Regions from separate parts of the Lactuca sativa genome. Here region 2 is linked to region 1. Evidence: chromatin contacts called from public Hi-C data. All regions are on one chromosome and are shown on one strand. Each heading gives the region's core, a stretch centred on a gene start, on an enhancer-like site or on the middle of the called end of the contact. The rest is flanking DNA. Distances are from core to core; before and after follow the strand shown.

Region 1 (6,277 bases), core at 1,513-4,012:
AATCTCTTCAAGCTCGCCTTGCCTCTTAAATGCAATCTCTTTCATTCTGCTAAATTTAAGCTTATCTAGCCTTTCAACTTCCACCTCAGCCTACATAACAAAATCATATGAATTACCAACCACGCTCCTTATTTTGTTTCTTAAAGAACAACTAAGATTTTTTTTATACCTGTTCAATCAAATCAAGAGCAAGAGCCCCTGGGACAGTTACTTCATCCACTGAAGCTGAGATGTTACAAGTAACATGATCAAACAAACTACGCTCTTCTTCAGACGTATCCATCAAATTCCAAAGATCAATTAGCTGAGTTGCTAACTCTTGAAGCTGCAAAACAGAAAGAAAAACATGTCATAATATGATTTTAGGAGAGACATAAGGAGGTGGAAAATGGCATACCTTCTTTAACCTCTGCTTCTTATCTTCTTTTAAAGCTATAACCGTTTTAGCAAGCCTAGCTAGGGTGTCATTGCTTATGCTTTTGGAGGCCACCCCAGTTGCATCATCTAAGCTTGGATGCACCTCTGTCACTGTACTGTAGAAATCGATCCCAAGGACAGCACAAAGGTCATGTACAGTGCTCACAAGTTCCAGGACCTTGTGCAATCTATCACTCTAACAAAAAATCAATGTTACTATCAGTGTCAGTAGTCTATAACTAAACAGATGACTGGCTAAATGGTTGAGGGTAAAATTGTACTTTCTCCTTTTGGAGCTCTTTTAACTGGTCATGGAATTCTGACAATTTCTTCAAAGATAAGTCAGACTCGTCGACTTTTGGGCTTCCTGCCTGCTGATTACTACTCCCTGCAATTTCTCCGCATATTTTTTGTATTTGTGTTTGTACATCTGAGAAATCCTTTATCCTCTCTTCTTTCTGCTTCCACAATTGTTCTAGAGCTGGTGCAATAGCAGCAAGTTGTTCCTTAATGGTTCCTGATGTCTTCTCAGGCTACATATAAGTCAACATGATATACAGAAAAAGGTGTCATGAATTGTCTATTTCTCTTGTTACAAAGAAAAAAAAACAACAAGATACGTACAATTCCAACAAACGTTTTCTCTCCAAGGGATGCAAGAAGGGTTGAAAGTTCAAGTTTAGCATCTGCCAGTGCCTGAAGAAGGTGTGCCCTTGACTTTGCAGCCTGGTCAACTTTCCTCTTGTACACATCCAAGCACTCTTGTTCTAGCTGAAGAAGCATCTTATCCCTTTCCTCGTCGCTTTCACCAACCTCATCCCAAATTTTCTGCATTAATATAGAAATTATCACTCAATAGTCAGTTTAGTGCCCACAAAAAGTTAACCTTCCCATAAACATTATTAGTCACTTCATTCTAGCTGAGATTATGTGAGTGAAACTGTGAAAGTGAAAAAAAAAACAAATTTCTTTAACAACAAAAATGGAAAACGAGCATGTGAAATCATATTTCACCTGCAACTGATGCAGTAACGAACCGCAGGTTGTATCACCAAGAAGAGGATTTTGAACATCCACCTCTGCCATTTCGTATCACCCCAATCTACCTAGCCTGCATCAACAGTTAGCAATCAAACGTTGTATGAAATGCCAATGTGAAAAATGGCAAACTTATTAGCTGCAATTTGCTAAAACATGGTTGGGATACTTAAACGGGTCAACTATTGTTGATAGAATAAAAAGTAGGAGAAACATAAATGTTCAGTTAGAGAGATTCCCAACAGAATCATCACCAACCACTTTACATAAGAGTGGCTGACTAGAAGTCTGCATGGTATTCATTCTGGATTGTTGCATACTCTAATTATATGGATAAGCCAACATAAGTTCTATTGTAGGAATTTGGGATATGGTAAATCTATTGGACATTTGTGTAGAACACACTAGATACACAAGTGCAGCATAATCTGCAAAACGAATAATATGCATATGCAGGATGCAGCATATCTACTAATCCATCATGATTTGCATTGTTCAATCTATAACTACAGTAACTACAATTGGTCACAAAAGGAACTCTATTTTCAAAACACTCACAATTTGAAGGACATCAATTTGCGTATATTAAAAAATTGTTAAAATACTGTATTTACGGAGAAAATATGATACGAAATAAAAAGGTTGATTTCCACTCAAACTTACCTCCACTACACAAAAAACGAAAAATCGTTTAAAAAAAAAAAAAAAAAAACGTAACTCACTTAGCAATTTCGTCTTCCTAAAACTTCGATAATACACAAATGTACGTACCCGAATCTATATATGACACTGCATATACAGAGAAAAAAAATGATAATATATCAAAAAGTTCATTTCCACTCAAACCTATCTTCAATACACAAAAACTAAACAATCGTCCAAGAATTAAGATCTAATATCATCAAAAAACACATACTCTAATTAAACCAATTGACCTCTCTAAAACCTCAATAATGCACAAATGTACCCCAATCTATGACCAAGGAACAGTTAATTTCAAAATTCAACTATTTGCGAACTTCGAAAGTCATAGATCTCGAGCAAGCGTCGACTTCAGGTCCATACAGGAGCTAACAGTGTACTCATGTATCAAAAGCGTACGAAAAGCAAGTACATTTATAATAACGATGAAGCAGGAAATATTACTTACAAATATTGTACCCTGGATTAGGTTTTCGCGAAGCTTTTGTGGTCACAGATCTGAGCGTTCTTCTGGGCTAGATGTTTCCTGTTGTCGAGAAGAAGACGAAGAGAGAGCAAAAAGGGGAGGAGTGAGAAACAGATGTGACGATGTCCTGAATATTTTTGATATATGTGCACCCGTGATTTCTGGATTATTTACGAAAATGACATTAAATTATTTTGCCCTTGGATGGTTTGACCCAAGGAAGAGACCTTTTGACTTTAAATATTTATTGACTGGACCCTATTATATTTGAAGAAATAAGTGTTTGTTATCGGCTTATCGCACACAAAATAAAAATTATATATATATATATATATATATATATATATATATATATATATATATATATATATATATATATATATATATATATATATATATATACACTACAACTAAAGTGGCTAATACTAAACTTTCAAAGTAAGGTGTTTTAAGAGATAGAGGCAATGTTCTAAATAACGTAAGGCGTGACTTGGCGGCAATGTCAAGCTTCAAGCTTTTCCGAGCCTTGGCGAGTCACGACGTTTGTAAGGCGTGACTTAAGCCGGAAATTTTCTATATAATTAATACTTTTATATGTATTTTCAACTATTATTCATTTTTATACACATATATGAGTTAAGGCGGCGTTTTGGCAAAGCTTGGCGGCAGGTGTAAGCCTTGGAGTCGTGGCGCGCCATGGCGGAGTCGTGGCGCGCCATGGCGGAGCCATGACGAGCTTTTTAGAACCTTGGATAGAGGTAAAAATAGTTATTTTTCTTATTTTTTTTTTTCTAAATAACTAAAAATTTAAGATTTTTTCAGTTTTAACTAATGAAATTACAGGTGAGAGCTAGGCGTCAACGTTTTCATTACCTTGACTGCGATTTTAATTCATGTATAAAAAATGGTAATTTTATCACATATTACATACAAACATTTGCGATTTTCTCTCTACTTATCTACGATACATGTGTTCTTCGGTTTTTTTTTTTTTTTTTTTGCATGGTCATCTACGAACTTACAAATTTTTAATATACAATTTGTGCATTAAAATCATAAACATTCGCATCTGTGAATTTCTCTTTCAATTTTTCCAAAATTGGATTTTAATGTCATAATAACATGAACTGCTAATCATTCACTTTGATGTATATAACCAAGGTGAGTTCATTATGTAAACAAAACTAGACTTTGAAATGATGTTTTGTGAAGAGTCCTAATGTACTAACATTAAAAATTAGCTATTTCACATGTTATATATATTGCCATTTTTTGTTATTTTAGTGTATGAGATGAGATGGTAATCAACTTAAAATACGGATGAGCTTATGTGTGTTCAAATTGTTTTCCAGTCAAGTATTCAAATTAACACTATTTATTTTGAAAGAAAAAAAAAATGCAAATACGATTTATTAGCATGTTACCTCTAAGATCCAATTAGATAATCCTAACAAATGTCTTAGTGACAAACATTGTTACGACCAATTCATTTAAGTATTAACTATTTTTAAATTTTAATATTTCGGAACCGGTTCTGATGGTTACCCGGCGGGTAACGGTTCCTAAAAAATAAAAATCATAATTGGAACTAGTCCTTGGCGGTTCCAACTTTTAGTAACCAGAATCGAAACCCGTGACCTCGATTTTCGGTTCCAGAACTGACAGTCCCGAAGCGATTTTGGTTCCAAAAGCGGGTACCCACTATCTATGCTCACCCCTAACTTGAAATTAGGGGTGTTCATGGATGGTCAACCAAACCGAAAACATATTTCGGAAGGTTAACCAAGACTATCGGTTTGTCAATTTCTTGAACCTAAACCTAAAAAAAAAAAATCAGGTTAATCAGCATTCGGTTAACCGATTTTTTCGGTTCGGTTATCTGGTTAACCAATTAATCTCTACTAACTAACAAAAATATGTTAAGATTATCAAACCCCATAAGAAATTTCCTAAAAAGGAATGACTTGCAATGAATAATCCATATATTTTGTTTAATTATATTGTTGTTTCTATTAATAAAGAGATTTGAATGAATTATCAAATATCCGTGGAATATGAAAAATGATATCAACTAATAAAAAAAATATATTTTTAATTAATAGATAAAAGATAGTCAAATATTTAGTTATTTATGTGAAATGGTGATGAAATGTAAATTATGTATATTTATAACAAATGTTAATGATCGACAATTATTTGTTTAATGGAAAATATAAATAATATGACAATTATTCATTGTAATTGAAAATTATACGAAATAATTTGATATTAACTTAAACGTCTAAACATAAATAATATTTAAAAAAAATAGAAAATAATTTTGGTTTTTCGGTTAACCATCCGCAGCAAAACGCATGAATCGTAACCGAACCGAAAAACCGAAGATTTTGTCTGTTCGGTTAACCAAACCGAAAAATTCAAAAATATCGGTTCGGTTAACTTGAAAACCAGTACAATTTTTAGGTTTTTATGTTCAGATTTTCGATTTTCAAATATTTTGGACACTCGTACTTGAAATATGTATCCTTTATACGATTATGAGATAATGCAAGTGGTATCAACATGGATTCTAATCGTTTATTTTTAATATTCATCATATATTGTTTTGTTTAAATAAAATAAATAAATCATCATATTTGTAATGCCCCATCTCTGGTATGTTGTTCCCGTGGCATTTATTTAGAAGTTTTATTGAGGGACTCGGCGAGTCCATAGCCTGGCTCGTCGAGTAGGGTCGAGTTTTCGTGCACGTGTTAGTCGGCGACTCGACGAGTCCATATTCGGGACTCGGCGAGTCTGCCTGCCAGGAAGAAACCCTAAATCCCCGGGTTGCTCACTATTTAAACAATGTTATGTGCCCCAAACTCGCCTCCTTCGCCCTCAGAGAGCTGTGAGAAACCCTAATCCATCCCTTGTTTGATCTAAGTGTTTTTGTGTGGATTCTTGAAGGCTTGAAGAAGAAGAAGAAAGGAACAAGAAGAAGTGGTGTAGAGCAAAGATCCAAGGTCAAAATCAGAGTTCTTTGAGGTATTTCTCGGAATCCTCCTGTTTTATGCTTAAAACCTCCATTAGATCATTTCTAGGGCTAGTTTGATGCATTTTCCAACCATATAGTTGTATGGATGCCTTAATAGGTCGAGATATCCGTAGATGTGTTCATTTAGGAGTTGTAGAGCCCGGATCTATTGCCTTTTTGGAAGTTGCTTTGCATGAGAACCCTAGATCTAGCCTATCATGCTTTTTGAGCCTTATTATCTCCATAGATGCTTATGGGCACGTAAAGATAGAATCTTTACGTGTTAATCGAACTAAGGAAGCCCAGATCTATAAGTTTTAGACGCTGGATTCAAGCAGAATCGAGTTTAGAGTAGCTGCATGGATGTGACTCGGCGAGTCAAGTCGCGAGTCCCGGTTTTTCCCCCTTTTTAGTGATGTCGAGTGGGATCCTGTGAGTAGTAGAGTGGACTTAGTGAGTTGGAGGGCAGGCTCAGTAATGGAGGGACTCGACGAGTTGTTCATACAACTCGGCGAGTTCAAGGCAATCTTCATAGCTCAAGAACAACTCGTCGAGTTGTTCATATGACTCGGCGAGTCGGATGCAGATTGTTTGAGTTCTTGAATCGAGAGGGTACTCGTCGAGTCGACGCCATACTC
Region 2 (6,277 bases), core at 1,275-3,774, 150 kb after region 1:
AAAATTTACAAATATAATCAATTTTCTTAATGATTTTGCATGTTTGAACCTTAGTCGGTGAAGTTGAAGATTTGAAGTGTCGTTTGTTAGTCTTATTTAGCGCAATTATGTGCGATTTAATTTTAATTACTATAATTATAGTAAGTTGTTATTGGATAGAAAATAGATAAGAATATATTGGACAATACATAACCAATCAAATATATTCAATGGATAAAACCAGTCCAATACAATATTCAATTAGGTTGGTTTGGTTGCATATAACAATTTGGATTAGATCTATTGACAAAATCCAACATCCAATGGTTGGTTGGATTGGATCGGTTCCATCAAAATTCATTGGATTTAAACCGATGGACACTCCTAACATTAGGTAGAGAGATTTAGTTAAAATGTTTTATTAGATTATATGTTTTTTTTAATTTGTAGTAGTGAATATAAGATTCAAAATTGCTGGTGTCCAATTTAAATACTGTTACAAAATCAAAAGATCGGAAAAAGTTTATTATTTTGTTATTTTATATTTAATTTTTAAAACGGGTATTTATAATTATATTAATTTTTAATTTATCATTAAGTAAGTATTAGTTTTTAATATTTAAAATATAGTTTAAAAAATACTCCCTCCGTCCCAAAATTATAGTTCATCTTTCATTTTTGGTTTGTCCCAAAATAATAGTCAACTTCTAAAAATAAATAACATTTTTACCAAAATACCATCTCATTATTATTTAATCAACTAAGCATTTAATGGAACATTAAATGCAAAGTAAGGACAAAACTGTCATTTTATTATATAAAGTTAGTAGTAATTAATGTTTTTTTTAATTTGTGTGTTTTTTGTCTATGGACAATAATATTGGAACGGAGGGAGTATAAAGTAATTGTTGATGTATGAAGACCATTTTGAAATGATGAGTTGCATTACTTTGATGTAGTAATTAATTATTGTAAAAGTAACCTGTAATGCTTGAAAGATAAGTAACAATTCATTAACGTGAACGGCCTATAAAGCCAAGGGCAGAGCTACCTATGGGCCAGGGTAGGCCCAGGTTCACCCTCAAAAATCTCAAAAAATCTTTTTTTCTTTTTTTGCTTTTATATATATATATATATATATATATATATATATATATATATATATATATATATATATATATATATCCAATTAATTTATAAGGACCTCTCTGAAAATAAATTATGGCTTCGTCCTTATATAAAACGGTCTTAAAAAAACTCAAAAACATACATTTTTAAAGAGTCAATAACATGTCACAAATCTTATCATCACAAACAAAAACTTACCATATAAAAAATAAAAAAAATAAAAATAAATAAATAAATAAATAAATAAAAGGTTTGGTTCATGACTTCGGTTATGGTGTACCAAAGACTTGATCTAGTAGTCAAATAAATGTTTCATGACATCGGGAAAAAAAATTGTTCCGTTTCATTTTTATTATTTTCAAGGGACCAAACTGCTCGTGATCTCAAAGTGAAGGGACAAAATTTGTAATTTACCCAAACAAAAACACACGACCTTAAACAAAAGAATATGTTGTTTTGAATCATTTCAACGCCTTCCAGCAGGGAATGAAGCGGGGAGGGTTGATTCGCATGCTCGTCACCTTCAATTCGTTCTTCAAAGAGAATTTAATTACCAATGCCTTTTCGGTGATCAGATATTCCGATATCCATGAACCAAGAGGAATCTATACCTACAGATATTCATCATATCATTACTAGAAATCTAGAAATCAAATTAATGCACGTAAGATCTCTCTCTCTCTCTCTCTCATTGATAAGTTTTATATCGGATTCTTGTTTTCCCTCAATTGCATGCTTATGTACTGCCATTCATCTCGTTTTCTTATGAATTTGAAGCAATTCTGAATCGGCAATATCACTTTTTATTTAAAAATTCGAGTTAGATCAACAAACGAATTCAAATTTGCATGATGGATCACGATTCACGGGTTATATATTATCCAACGTACCTGAATTCATTGTGTGAGGTTGATGGCATCCAATCGGTGGATTATGTCCGATAATCAAAAACATCAATAAATGCCTCGCTCCAGGACCTGGATTTGAAATCCATGATCATCGTCTTTGCTAAATATGTACGTCAGAACATTCTAGAAGCAAGTTAGCTAGGTGATCCTTTCGGCATTAAGCCATTAATTAATGGTGTAGGGGGGAGAAAGTCTTTTAACTTAGATTCTCACTCTAAAAAAAATTCTATTTGCTGCTCCTTCTCACTAATGAAAACTACTAGGAATTCCATTTTGTGATGTTTGATCATATTTGCAACATTTCCTTTTGACAAATTTTAAACTAAAAGTTACACCTTAATTTGTTAAACACTTCAATCCAATTCCTTGATAAGACATCGTGTTGATTTTACTTGCCTTTATATGTAGCATGTTTGAACATCCTTAATGAATCTTAATAACATAACATTTTTCTTGTACGCTTGCTTGGCTTCTTTAGGTGCACATAGATTTTATTCCAGCCTTCCAAAATGAATTTTAGAATAATGGAGAGAGATCTTCAAAGCCCTAGATCAGCTTCAAATGCCCGAGCTCGGAATAGGAGAAAATCAACTGAGGTTGGTAGGATGTCCAAGTCTAGTACCTCAATTCTTATAAAGATCCTAATTTGGTTACAAACTTTTACCTTATTTACTAACCCGGATGCAATTAATGATAGAATGTTTCCGTATTTTTATAGGCTTTTCCAGATGTCATGAAGGTAAATGGAAGTGATTTGCTCGTGAATGACCAAAACAAATACAGATCAATGTGGATCCGAACATATTCTTCGGTGTGGATGCTTGTGGGCTTCATATTGGTTGTGTATTTAGGTCATCTTTATCTCTGGGGCATGATTGTTGTCATACAAATCTTAATGGCAAGTGAGCTCTTCAATTTACTTAGAAGAGCTCATGAAGATAGGCGTCTTCCAGGCTTCAGACTTCTCAACTGGTAAGAACCCGTTTTGTTTGTTTACAACTGATCTCCTTAATTATATATTAATTGTTGCAATATTGATGATAACATATATATGTATATTATGAGTAACGAGTAAATGGAAACATGGTTTTACAGGCATTTCTTCTTCACTGCAATGTTGTTCGTGTATGGTCGCATTCTCAGCCAACAGATAATGCATGCTGTAACTCCTGAAAAATTCTTCTACAATCTTGCAACCAGTTTTATGAAGTATCAGATGGTTATCTGTTATTTCTTGTACATCACAGGTGCATTTTATGTCTTTTCCTTAAGTTGTTTTTGATAACATATAAATCAGAATTATTCTTGGAAGCTTTTTCTTACAAAGGTCCTATTTGATACAGGGTTCATGTGGTTCATTCTTACACTAAAGGCGAAGATGTACAAATATCAGTTTAGTCAGTATGCATGGACACACATGATATTGATAGTAGTATTCACACAATCGTCCTTCACTGCTGCAAATATCTTTGAAGGGATATTCTGGTAGTCCCAGTTCCCCCAAATCATTCTCATTCATTTATTATGATTATATTGTAGTATTATATGAGTATTGTTCAAGAGGCAATGTCACAATGATTTATCATCTCTTGAAGTCATCAAAATTTTATTAAATGTTGAAGGTTTCTCCTGCCAGCATCACTTATTGCAATTAATGATGTCGCTGCATATTTCTTTGGTTTTTTCTTTGGGAAGACGCCCCTTATCAAGCTTTCTCCAAAGAAGACATGGGAGGGCTTTTTAGGAGCATCAGTCACAACAGTTATTTCAGCATTTATGGTTAGCTTATTTTCAAAGCTAAAAGAATATTTCCCGGTTTATTTTTGTTTTATCACTAGTTAAGAAAGAAGTGCACTTCAAGGGGTCTGAAGTCATTACTCTAATCTTCTAATTAAACATATTAACTAATCTTTTATATATGTAGCTTGCAAACGTTTTGGGTCGCTTCCAGTGGTTTACATGCCCAAGAAGGGTATGTTCAAATACCTCATTTTTCCACAATTAACCAGAAAATGTAATTTTACAAAGAGTCTTCTATGTAGGATTTATCCACAAGTTGGCTGCAATGTGATCCTGGTCCTATCTTTACACCAGAAATATTTGAGTTACCCAGTGGGGTAAGTCAATTTTTAGCATGCACCTGAAAGTATAAGGGTTCTTTTTTTCATTAAGTCGCAGCAATGTATAGATAGCTGTCCAGATTAAGTTGTTAACTCATTAGGCCCATTAAGAGCAAGAAACAACACCTAACTTGTTGTAAAACATTGCACGCACGCAGTTGCCATGGAAAGAGATATCAGTTTTACCAGTGCAGTGGCACGCTTTATGCCTTGGTTTGTTTGCATCGGTTATTGCACCATTTGGAGGGTTTTTCGCAAGTGGGTTTAAGAGGGCCTTTAATATCAAGGTGTGTCATGATTGTTATGCTTAAAACCACAACTTTTGCATCTATTAATTATTAACATGTTTTCAACTTTCTAGGATTTCGGTGGCAGTATTCCAGGACATGGTGGCTTTACTGATAGAATGGATTGTCAGGTAATTAGCATTTCTCGATTGATTGATGTCCTTCAATATGTTTTTCAAACATACAAGCTAATCAAATCATAAATTTATCATTAAATGTTGTTCTTGTGTGTGTGTTTTGTAATGGTTGCAGATGGTTATGGCTGTTTTTGCTTACATCTACCATCAGTCTTTTGTTATCCCACAATATTATCCAGTCGAGATCCTATTGGAACAGGTAGGTATATGAGATAATCTATCTTTAATGTGGATTTCTATTATCGTTAATATGATATCTTATCATCTTTTTTATTTTTTCTGGAATAGATATTAGGAAGCCTTAATTTTGAGGAGCAGGTGTTACTACTCACGAAACTGAAGGAAATAATAGACGCGAGACAAATCCAGAATTGATTTGATTTGGTTTGTTCTTCATTTACACACCACAGAAAGTGATACTGGTGACACTGAATACGTCCATACATACTTGTAGTATTATATTCATTCATTCTTTAGAGATTTTTTATTCTGTTTTGATTGTATGTACCTCCTGAATCACGATGTAATTTAGGATGAAAACAACTGTAATTGCTGTTAGATGCCAACTTGATTCATGTCTATATATCTCAAACAACTGCATTAGCTGATACTATTGATTGTTCTGAAATTAATTATTTTGTTTTTGTTATATATAAGTTAACCACTAGCCAAAATTAGATTTAACTGCAAAATAAAGTTTAAAATCCACATTACATTTAAAAATAGATTTGGGGGTTTTCTTGAATTTTTAAAACCAACATCGAAACACAAACACCCCAATAAGACATAAGTTGGGTATGTTCCAAAAAATGTTTATGCCCTAAATGATCGCCATCCTTATTTCAATATGAAAGTAACTACACATCTTGTTAATAGCAAGTCTTGAACCATGATCATTGATTTAACAATTCCATACATGGTAGGAATATGATCTACACACATAGATACAAATTTAAAATGCAAGGAAATAATGAAATACAAGAATTTACATTGTGCACGTGCTTAGCGTAAACGTGCTACATCATCCACAACTGAACTACAATGATTTCATATTGGTTTTAAAATACAGTTTAGAAGTATGTAGAGAGAAATCGGGCCTAAAATAGCATTCAAAAATCATCAAATGCAACAATCTTCTACCGAAGAACAACTGATAAGCATGTAACTCTCGTAAACCTAAAACCGTGTAAGCTACTATACCTCTAGTCTGATGCCTATTCATCAATCATGATCTAAAGGCCTATCAAAAGGTTTCTATTGTCATCACTTAGTAAACAAATCTGGGGGATTCTTGTACAAAGGACATTTATGAGTGACTACCTGCCATCACTTATCATTAAGCCGATGAATTGATATCTCATTCGCATGTGCTTCGTTCTACTATGATATATTGGACTCTTTCAAAGATAAACTTCATTTTGGTTATTTTTTTACTTCATTCCAAACTCTCATAAGAAGTTTTACAACCATATTATAAGCTCTTTATTTACATATGCAATAGCCATGTGTTTTGCTTTTGTGATTGAGTTTTTTTTTTCTAGAAGTCTAGGCATCCAACTAGCCGTAGTTTCCTCTGAGTGTGAACATATAGCCTTGTAGTGCTAATACCCGAATCTAAACATTTACCCAAATTTGCATCTACGAAGCCTTTTAGAATAACTCACTTCCAAAACTACGACAACATCATAGGTGATCATGTCCCTTGGCAATCATCAGAT

What was found. A called contact is a pair of places that touch in the nucleus more often than the background predicts.
Region 2: a contact with region 1 is called in a Hi-C map of seed, with 5 times the contacts expected there. The contact joins the promoter of LOC111899622 here to the promoter of LOC111899609 in region 1. A contact is called at or near these places in 2 of 4 Hi-C or Micro-C datasets (leaf and seed).

Annotation. Positions count from the first base shown.
Region 1 is chr5:6,262,554-6,268,830 of Lsat_Salinas_v11, forward strand. LOC111899609 (65-kDa microtubule-associated protein 1) reads right to left here and starts at 2,763. Exons shown (of 10, transcript XM_023895444.3): 1 at 2,606-2,763; 2 at 1,432-1,528; 3 at 1,042-1,245; 4 at 699-950; 5 at 398-613; 6 at 170-325; 7 at 1-90. The coding sequence starts at 1,503.
Region 2 is chr5:6,410,535-6,416,811 of Lsat_Salinas_v11, forward strand. LOC111899622 (phosphatidate cytidylyltransferase 1) reads left to right here and starts at 2,525. Exons shown (of 11, transcript XM_023895463.3): 1 at 2,525-2,611; 2 at 2,734-2,987; 3 at 3,111-3,262; 4 at 3,359-3,500; 5 at 3,638-3,794; 6 at 3,940-3,987; 7 at 4,058-4,140; 8 at 4,290-4,422; 9 at 4,497-4,553; 10 at 4,675-4,758; 11 at 4,848-5,116. The coding sequence starts at 2,525. The coding sequence ends at 4,934.